2 separate regions of the Cricetulus griseus genome follow, and region 2 is linked to region 1. Evidence: chromatin contacts called from public Micro-C data. All regions are on one chromosome and are shown on one strand. The core of a region is the stretch at or near the end of the contact, and the rest is flanking DNA. Distances in the headings are between cores, read along the strand shown. Region 1 holds the start of Septin9 (septin-9). Region 2 overlaps Septin9 (septin-9).

Region 1 (4,361 bases), core at 1,773-4,272:
TTCTTTCTTTCTTTCTTTCTTTCTTTCTTTCTTTCTTTCTATCTTTTTTTTTTGAGACAGGGTTTCTCTGTGTAGCTTTGGAGCCTATCCTGGAACTCGCTCTGGAGACCAGGCTGGCCTGGAACTCACAGAGATCCCCCTGCCTCTGCCTCCCAAGTGCTGGGATCAAAGGCAAGCGCCACACTGCCTGGCAAGACTCGGGTTTCTGTAAGGGTTGCCCCTGGGAGTTTGACCATGCTCGGTGAGGGTATGGGCAACACAAATTAGACTTGGTATTTTACTTTATTTTGCGGGGGAGGGGGGCAAAGGTGGGAGGATGGATTGGGGAGGAATGGAAAGTGACTGTGACTGGAGTGCATAGTATGAAATTGCCAAGAAATTAATAAAAATATTATGTTGGGGAAACACAAATTCTTATTGAGATTTTTGTAACATGTACACCGTTATTCACCCCCCACCGTCTCCTCCCCTTAGCTCCTCCCAGACATATCCTCTGCCTCCCACACTCCCAACTGAATGGGTTCACTCTCTTTTTTATTAAATAACCCACCAACTCCAGTTTTTGCTGCCCACCTACCTACCTCGGCTTGAGGCACCATCCACTGGCACACTGTTGGCCTACCAGGAGCCACGCCCTTTAGAAAAACTGACTCTCCACCCATCACCTGTCACAGTTCCTCAGTTCCGGGGTAGGAGGCTCATGGCGCCCTCCCTCCCGGTGCTGGACATGTTGGTTTGATTCTAGAAGGGGAGGCAATCGAAGCTGCTGTAAGCTCATGGGTGCATTGTCCTCTTGTGTCCAGGAGACGCTGTTAGGACCCGTCCTCTCCCACCTCCTTCCATCTTCTCACCGATTCCTGGTCCCTGAGCCTGGGGGGGGGGGTAAATATCCATTTGCAGCTGAGCTCATCTTACTCTCTTAATTGAACCAGCTGTGAGTTTCTGTGTTAACCACTGTCTACCGCACGGAAAGCACTTCTCTGATGAATTCTTCTTTCTATAAAGTTTTTTAAACTATTTTTACATTTATTTACTGTGTGTTGGGAGTGTGAGTGCTACCGAGTATGTATGGAGGTCAGAGGTCAGATGGGGGTGGCCAGTACCCTTCCCACAAGAAGCCATCTTGCTGCCCCCCAACTTTTGTCTCACCAAAATGACGTTGAACTCCTGATCCTCCTGCCTCCACCTCCCAGTGCTGGGTTCACTCGTGTGCGGTAAAGAACCTGGCTTATGTGGCGCTGGTTGTGGAGTTCTGTGTCTGTGAGGCAAGCATACGTCCAACTCAGCCCCAGCCCCAGCCCCAAATGCCCCCCTTAAAGACATATATGCTGTTGCCTTTTGGGCCACCCGAGTGATCCAGACAACATCTTCATCTGAAGCCCCCTTCCTAACAAGGCCTCAGTCATGGGTTCTAGAATGTGAATTCTTAGGGGACCATCGGTCAACTCTTCCAGTGCCCGAGTCTTTTTCCACTGAGGCACTGACCCCAGCTCTCTCACGGTGACGGCTGCCCTTTGAGGCTCCTCTCCTTGCTCCCTGGCAGGGACATTTGGCTTGTTGTCTCCCAGGAGGCTAGGGATGTTCTGTACATTCCCACAAGAAGATGCCTTACTGTCTAGGGGAGGGCATTTGGGGTCCTGCCCCAGACAGGGAGGGAGGGGCCTGGAGTTGCATCTTGGGCCTGGGGGTGCTTTAGCTATGGGACAGTGAGGGAGGGTCTACAAACTCTCAAGGAGCCCTGGGGACCTAAGAACAGTGGACAGTATATGGCTTATCTGAAGGCTGTGACATTTGGGCTACGAGCACCCAGTGGCCAGGCATGAATGCTTTCCCAGGCTTGCCACGTGCCCTTTCTTTTTCAAGAGAGACCATCAAAGGCTTACAGCCCTTATATAGAGTCACTATGGAATAAAACCAAAATGATGGAAATGTACTTTAAGGCCATCCAGTGGTGAAACACGCCTTTAATCCCAGACTCAGGAGGCAGAGACAGGCAGATCTTAGTGGGTTCGGTGCCAGCCTGGTCTACAAATTGAGTTCCAGGATGGCCAGGACTGTCACGAAGAGAAACACTGTCTCAAAAAACTGAGAGAGCCTTTTTCCTCTCTGGCGGACTGAAGGAAAGATGGGTCACCAGCAGCTCTACTGGAGTCACCCGCATAAGTTTGGCCAAGACTCTCGATCTCGCTGAGTCTGCTGTAACCGCCACGGTTTGATCCGAAAATACGGGCTGAAGTTGTGCTGTCAGTGCTTGCGTCAATACAAGAAGGACATAGGCTTCATTAAGTTGGACTAAGCAACCTTGAATGGATTATTCAAGACTGTCTACCCAGTGACACAGATCATGCTAGTCTTTGCACATAAAGAATAAAAAAAAATGGAGACCTTAAAAAAAAGCTGAGAGAGAGAGAGAGAGAGAGAGAGAGAGAGAGAGAGAGAGAGAGAGACTGAAAGTCTAAGTGAGGCAGGGTGACACATGCCCTAATGAAAACCGCTAGGATCTCCACAAGTTCAAGGCCAGCCTGATTTACTTAGAATTCCAGTCCCTGGTCTCAAAATACCAACAAAACCCAACACAATAAAGAGACACTGTTTTCACAGAAACCACGACACAGATACATGTTTTCTTTAAGTAGACACTGGACAGCAAAGCCCTACTTTCCACCAGGTTTGAGTGATCTTTTGGTACAAGGATGCCCCACACCCTGGGGCCCTTCCCCCAAGCCCTCCTTCTTGTACTGCTGAGCCCATCAACCCAGCCAGGGCTCTGAGCAGGTGCTGAGGGCTCCTCCTACCCTTTCCAGGTGAGCAGCCCCTGGACCAGGTGTCCTTCAGGAAATAGAGCTGAGCCCTGGGGCCAGCCATGTTCTCAGAGAGCCGCTGAGTCTGGGGAAATTGCAGCCGGAGGACGCATTCCCTCCCTAGGGACCTCTGAGACTTACTGACTCATATGTATGGGGTGGGAATCTTCCAGGAAGCCTCCAGCCAGCTCAGCCTCTCGGGAGGGAGCGTGGGGTGGGGACAGTCTGTCCCTCTGGTGCTGGAGCTAACAGGACAAGGGGACCTTTTTTAGGGTTTGTCTTGGGCAGGTATCTGGAACCTTCTCTCAGCCCTCCTGTCTGGGAGGTGACCACCGCCTGCCCAGATAGGTTGCATGTGGTGGGGTTGAGATCTGGACCTTCCCAGTAAGGTGAGGCAGGCACGCAGGACATAGGCTTTTTAAATGTTTAAAAGCCAAGAAAATCACAGCAGCACTAGACGGGAGGAAAATGAAAGACTTTGCAAGTGGCCAGGAATTTGACTCTAGGAGTTGGTTTCCAAGAGCCTAAGTTAGGCATCTCCAAGTGGATATTAAAAGGGAACAGCCAGGCTCCAGAGGCGGGGGCTGGAGGGGGCGGAGAGAGGAGGCGCCGGAAGCTGCACGCTGGACACCACACTGAGGGCCAGGCAGCTGGTCCTGCGCTCAGGGAGAGGACCCAGGGACTCCCTAGGATCCCATCGAGCCCCCACCCCCCCATTTTTCAACTTTTCTCCTTGTGCTCCCTATTCCCCTCTGTGTGGCAGAGACAATGCTACTTCAGTTTGGAGCAGAGACATATGACCAACACATGGAAATGTGGTAATTTGGATCTGTTCGTGATTGCAACAGATTGAAGAAATTAGACCAGACAAAGAGTGTTTTTAGAGGAAGAGGAGGAGGCAGAGAGAGGGAGGTTGACAGGGTGAGAAAGGGGAGGAGGACCCCTCCCTCCGCGCAGGGGACACCGGCATCCTGTCTGCCTGCTGTAAATACATCCGTAGGAATGGAGAGAGATCGCATCACAGGTAGGCCACAGCCCTCCTCTTCCCAAATCCCCCATCCCTGAACCCGACCCATGTCCAACTGGTGGCTTTCACCGATGCCTCAGGAAGTAGGCACCCAGGGTCAAGTTCACTTACTTTTACAGAACTATTTCCTTTTTCTGCTGACTGTTCCACGTTGTGCCAGCTGGAATGCTGCTTTCCACTAAGCCCTGCCGAGTCTGGCTTTTATTTAAACTGGGTTTCTCCTCCTGTGCTATTTCTCTTTCATTTTCCGGCAGGCTGCTTTTACGTCTGTGACCACTGTGAACTTAGAGACTCAGGAAGGGTGGATGGTGGGGACAGGCTCTGCACCAGGGCCAAGGTGGCCTGGCTTGTTTGCCCATCATCTGGCCTTGGTCTTCTCCTGAAATAGCCTTGCTGGGCCTCTTGGGAAGTTGATTATAGAGGTGGTGGCTCCCAGTGCTTGGAGGAGGTGTAAGCACACATGTGCACCCTCGAGAGAGAGAGAGAGTGTGTGTGTGTGTGTGTGTGTGTGTGTGTGTTCACAGGGCCCGAGT
Region 2 (4,374 bases), core at 695-3,194, 86 kb after region 1:
TGTGTCATCTCTGTCCTTGGGGGTGGGTGGACAGAGGAAGACTCTCTTACTGTGTGTCAACATTTCGTAGCTTAACTCTCTGTGTCCCAGTACCCGGTTTCACAGATGGGAGAGGTGGAAAAGTTGAGTGGGGCTTAGGAAAGTCTCTGGGGTGATGGGGCACTGGAAACTGCCACTTACCAGCGGCCTGTGTGGTAGTTTCCCTCCTTGTGTATTCTTGGATCTCAGGATGCCGACGACTGATGAGGGAAGCCGTCAAGGGGGTGGATATAGGTGGGGGGAAAGACAGACAGAGTTCCTTGCTTGGGAGCTGTTGCCATCGCAGTCTCCACTCTCACAAAGAGCCCCAACTCTTGGCTCTCAGAGGTGACTCTCCACCGGAGTCAGAAGAGCCCCTCCCTCCCCAGGCATCCCACCCGCCTTAGCTGAGTCCACTGGATGTGTTAGGCTTCCCCAGCAGCACAAAGCCAGGCTCCAAATGGCTTCAGCTGCAAGAGAGAATTTGTTGAAGCTCAAAATGATCTGTTTCTGAGTCCAGGCAGCCTAAGGATGCTGTCGTCATTTGCTGTCGTCATAGGCCACTTGGCCCACCCTTTCTGTGGACTTCTTCACTAGCCAGGAACCCTCTGGGAAGCTCCTCCGGGCGCACAGCTGCTACCTGTTATCAGACACCAAGGCTGAAACACAAGCGCGGTGGTATCATCCCCCAGCCCCTGCCCCTGCAGAGCAGTCAAGGGGTTCTCTAGTGCATGAGGGGCTGGACAAGAGAGGCAGGGAAGTGTCTGCTCAGACGGCCATCCTGCAGTCGGGGGAGCAGGGCAAGGCCCCCTTCACTGTGTCCAGATCCCTGCTGACCAATGGACTGCTCATTTAGCTGCCAGAAGGCACAGAACTCCAGCTGCTTCCCAGCTTCCTAGTCACCCTCGAGCCTGGCACTGCCTCCCCAGTGGCAGCAGCTGTGCCCTGCACTGACCCTTCGGCTTTCTAGGGCCTGAGAGGGGTTGGGCTGAGACTCAAGTGTGACCAGCTGTCCACGATGGCTGAGGAGCTGCCACCATGGGGATGAGTGTGCAAAGGAAGAGAATCGCGGCGGTGGCTGGTCCCCAGCACCCACAGGGATCCCGTCTCTTCCTCCTTGCAGGTTCGCCAGCCTAGGCACTGGCCCTTCACATTGCCCATGTGGTTTTCTGGGCTGCACGCTCTCTCCTGCACACATTCACTCTTCCCCTGTGGTAGTAATTAAGCCCTTCCTGCGCCTGAGAAGGCCTCTTACCTAGAAAATGCCAGGTGGGACTTCCAACCCCACATCCACCTCCTTTACTTTGTATTGGCAGGGCCAGGCTACGGCTGTGACCTGTGCACCATCGCTTGTTTGCAGTTCCCAGGTTTGGCTTTGGTGGGCTGGTGCAGTGTGGGGCCTCTACTGTACAGGTCCTTCCCTCCATGTTGTCTACTGTCTGCAGACTTGCTTTGAGACAGAGCATGTCGCCTAGAGCAAGATCGGTGGGCTCAGCCTCCAGCCTCGGCACCTGCCAGCAGTGTGGCTTGGCACATGTGCCGTAGCAGCTCCAGGCACCTCTCAGAACTCTGGGTAGAGAGGGACTGCTGGTGGCAGGGCTGACGAGGCTGACAAAGGGTCTCCAGGGTCTCATGGCCTTGCTAACCCTTGCTAACCCTTGTCTGGGTGTGTGGAATGTCAACTCCTATTGGGCCACAAGCTTCCCTCACTATTGGGCCAGACCATGTGGCCACTGGATGCCGAAATGCGAGAACAGCCCTGTACACTCCAGGGTCAGGGCTCAGGTCCCAGGCTGCCCTGGGCTCCATGGCTAGAACTGGAGCAGGGGAGAGAAGTGTGGCTTTGAGGAGGTCAGAGAGTAATCTCGAAGCATCCTCACATCCGGACACTGGTACAACCCCAGGGGCTCCTGTGGTCTCTGACTCAGAGAGAGGTCAACTCCTGGAGCTAAGAGTGGGGCCCAGCTGGATTGGGCAGGGCTCACAGGAAGCAGGGCCTTACCCTTGGCTCCCAGACAGTTGCCCATCCAAGCACCAACCGAGCTATCTCTGCTGAGCTTCTGACATGAGACAAGGTCTGTTATGGTCAATTAACTAGAGCTTCCTGTGGCCCCAGAATGTCACAGGGCCCCATACCTAGAGTAAGTACTTCATTGGGTCCATCAGCCCTGTCATATTGGTTCTTGCCATTATTAGCATTTCACAGAGAAAGAACTGAAGGCTGGGCCGTGGTGGCGTACGCCTTTAATCCCAGCACTCGGGAGGTAGAGACAGGTGTGTCTCTGTGAGTTCAAGACCAGCCTGGTCTACAAGAGCTAGTTCCAGGACAGCCTCCAAAGCCACAGAGAAACCCTGTCTCCAAAAACAAAAATAAATAAATAAATAAATCACACACACACACACACACACACAAAGAGAGAGAGAGAGAGAGGGAGAGGGAGAGAGAGAGGGAGGGAGAGAGAGAGAGAGAGAGAGAGAGAGAGAGAGAGAGAGAGAGAGAGAGAAGGCGTAGGTAGAGAGGTTAAGTAACTCCTCTAAGGACACACAGCTGTGGCTAAGGCAAATGGATAGTTTAAATTTGGATCCTTTCCCTAACCACTGTCACCTGCTTATTGGCGGACAGCCTTTGTTGTAGGGCATGTGTTATTGGTGATCATTTTCATGGTCTCTCTGTCCTGGTGGTGTGCACCTTTGCTGGGACCAGGAGGCCCTGAAGATGTGTCTTGTAGGAAAGGGTTAACCCAGCCTCCCCCACCCCCCCACTTTCCCAGGGCCAGGGCCGGAACAGAGGGGCCTTATCTGCAGAGGAAGGGCTGTGGGATGTGAGACTCTCAACTCCAGCACCTTCTGTGGGCCAGCTGTTGAGCACCGAGGGCGAGGGGCGGGAGCCAGTCAATGTGGGATTCATTACTGGGGCTGGGCAGAGGGGAGCTCTCCTGAGGTAGGATGGGGGTGGGGCCTTCTAGATGCCACCAGTGAGTGGGGGAAGGGAGGGTCCTCCACTTCCCCTCTTTCCTTTTCCTGTGCTTGAAGCAGCTGTCTCCCCTACCGGGAGTGTCTTCCCTGCAAGGGTGTGGCCTGGACGTTTTGGTCCCTGCCACCTACAGCCTGTTGGGCTACAGTGGCCCCATGGGTGGAGGCTAGGCAAAGCGGGGCAGGCATCAGTTCCTCTGTCTTGGGAGTAACTGAAAACTGCTGGGCTTCCTGTAGCATTGGGGCTAACCCCAGGAGAAGGCCTGGGCCGCTGTGTGGGGCAGAGCTGAAGCAAGTCCCTGGCTGCATGGCGGCGGGTGTGACCACACCTGCCATCCCAGCACTTGGGAGTCCTGGACTACACAGCTGGGTTTCAGACTGGCCAGGCCACTGGAGAAGTGTGTGTGTGTGGGGTCAAATGTCATTAAGCTAGAGGAAGAGTGGGTGGGGGTTCTAGAAGCCTTGTTTGTGCTGAAGAGTGAAAAAAGGGTACAGGGCTGAGGTACTCTGGATGAGGGCTCACACAGGTTGTCTAAGACAGCCTGTAGGTCGCACAGCCCAGCTTAGATGCCTGCCTCATGCAAATGGCAGCTGCTGTAGTTCAGAGCTCCTGGGCCACATCTCAGCCACCCAGCCCCAGCAAGGCCTGGTGTAGAAGTGGTTGGAAGGCCAGAGACAGGGAGACTTACAGCCCTGGCCAGGAGCAGAGCACTGTACTGCCCCACCCGGACCTCTATGGGGGGCAGTAAGCAGGGCTGTGAGAGGCTGTCTCTCAGGTGGGACCTGAGGCACCCCCATCTGTGATGGATGAGGAGAGAGTCTTCCCAACGGTTCTAGTGAGGATCCTCCCATAGGTCAGCAGGCCATTGCCACACCAGCAGAGCCCCTGAGAGTCACTGGAGCACGAGGGACTCACATATCCAGAGTAGATGTTTGTAGGAAGGATCTCTCTCTCTCTCTCTCTCTCTCTCTCTCTCTCTCTCTCTCTCTCTCTCTCTCTCTCTCTCTCTCTCTCCTTATTTATTTTTATGCCATGTACCACATGCATGCCCAAGGCCCACAGAGGCTAAAAGAGGGCATCAGAATCAGATCCCCTGGAACTGGAGTTACAGGTGTGAGCCCCCGTGTGGGAACTAAACTTGGGTGCTCCTAACCACTGAGCCATCTCTCCAGCCCAGAGGACATCTTTAAAATTTAATTATTCATTTATTTTATTATTATTGTTGTTGTGTGTGTGCACACACACGTACGATGGCATATATGTGGGTGTCAGGGGACATTTTTGTAGAGTCAACTCTCTGTCCATCTTTATGTTGGTCCTAGGAATTGAACTCAGGTCACCAGGCTGATGCAGCAAGCATTTTACCTGCTGAGCCATCTCAC

Evidence for each region. Hi-C and Micro-C count contacts between places; a contact is called where the count stands out from the background.
Region 2: a contact with region 1 is called in a Micro-C map of the CHO-K1 cell line, with 2.6 times the contacts expected there. The contact joins the enhancer-like site here to the promoter of Septin9 in region 1. A contact is called at or near these places in 4 of 8 Hi-C or Micro-C datasets (the CHK-Q cell line, the CHL-YN cell line, the CHO-K1 cell line and 1 more).

What each region holds. Positions count from the first base shown.
Region 1 is chr7:129,789,377-129,793,737 of CriGri-PICRH-1.0, forward strand. Septin9 (septin-9) reads left to right here and starts at 3,023. Exons shown (of 12, transcript XM_027425556.2): 1 at 3,023-3,825. The coding sequence starts at 3,804. It overlaps LOC103161705 (a long non-coding RNA gene), which reads right to left. Exons shown (of 3, transcript XR_003487116.2): 1 at 3,940-4,361; 2 at 1,150-1,258; 3 at 193-870. It also overlaps the pseudogene LOC113836419.
Region 2 is chr7:129,876,822-129,881,195 of CriGri-PICRH-1.0, forward strand. The region is part of intron 2 of Septin9 (septin-9); the gene reads left to right. Among named protein-coding and RNA genes, the nearest start is that of Septin9, 87 kb to the left of the region's middle. Within about 2 kb of position 1,945, at least 2 of the 6 cell types and tissues checked have open chromatin away from gene starts, as enhancers often do. A contact at or near this core is called in the CHO-K1 cell line, where this site is marked.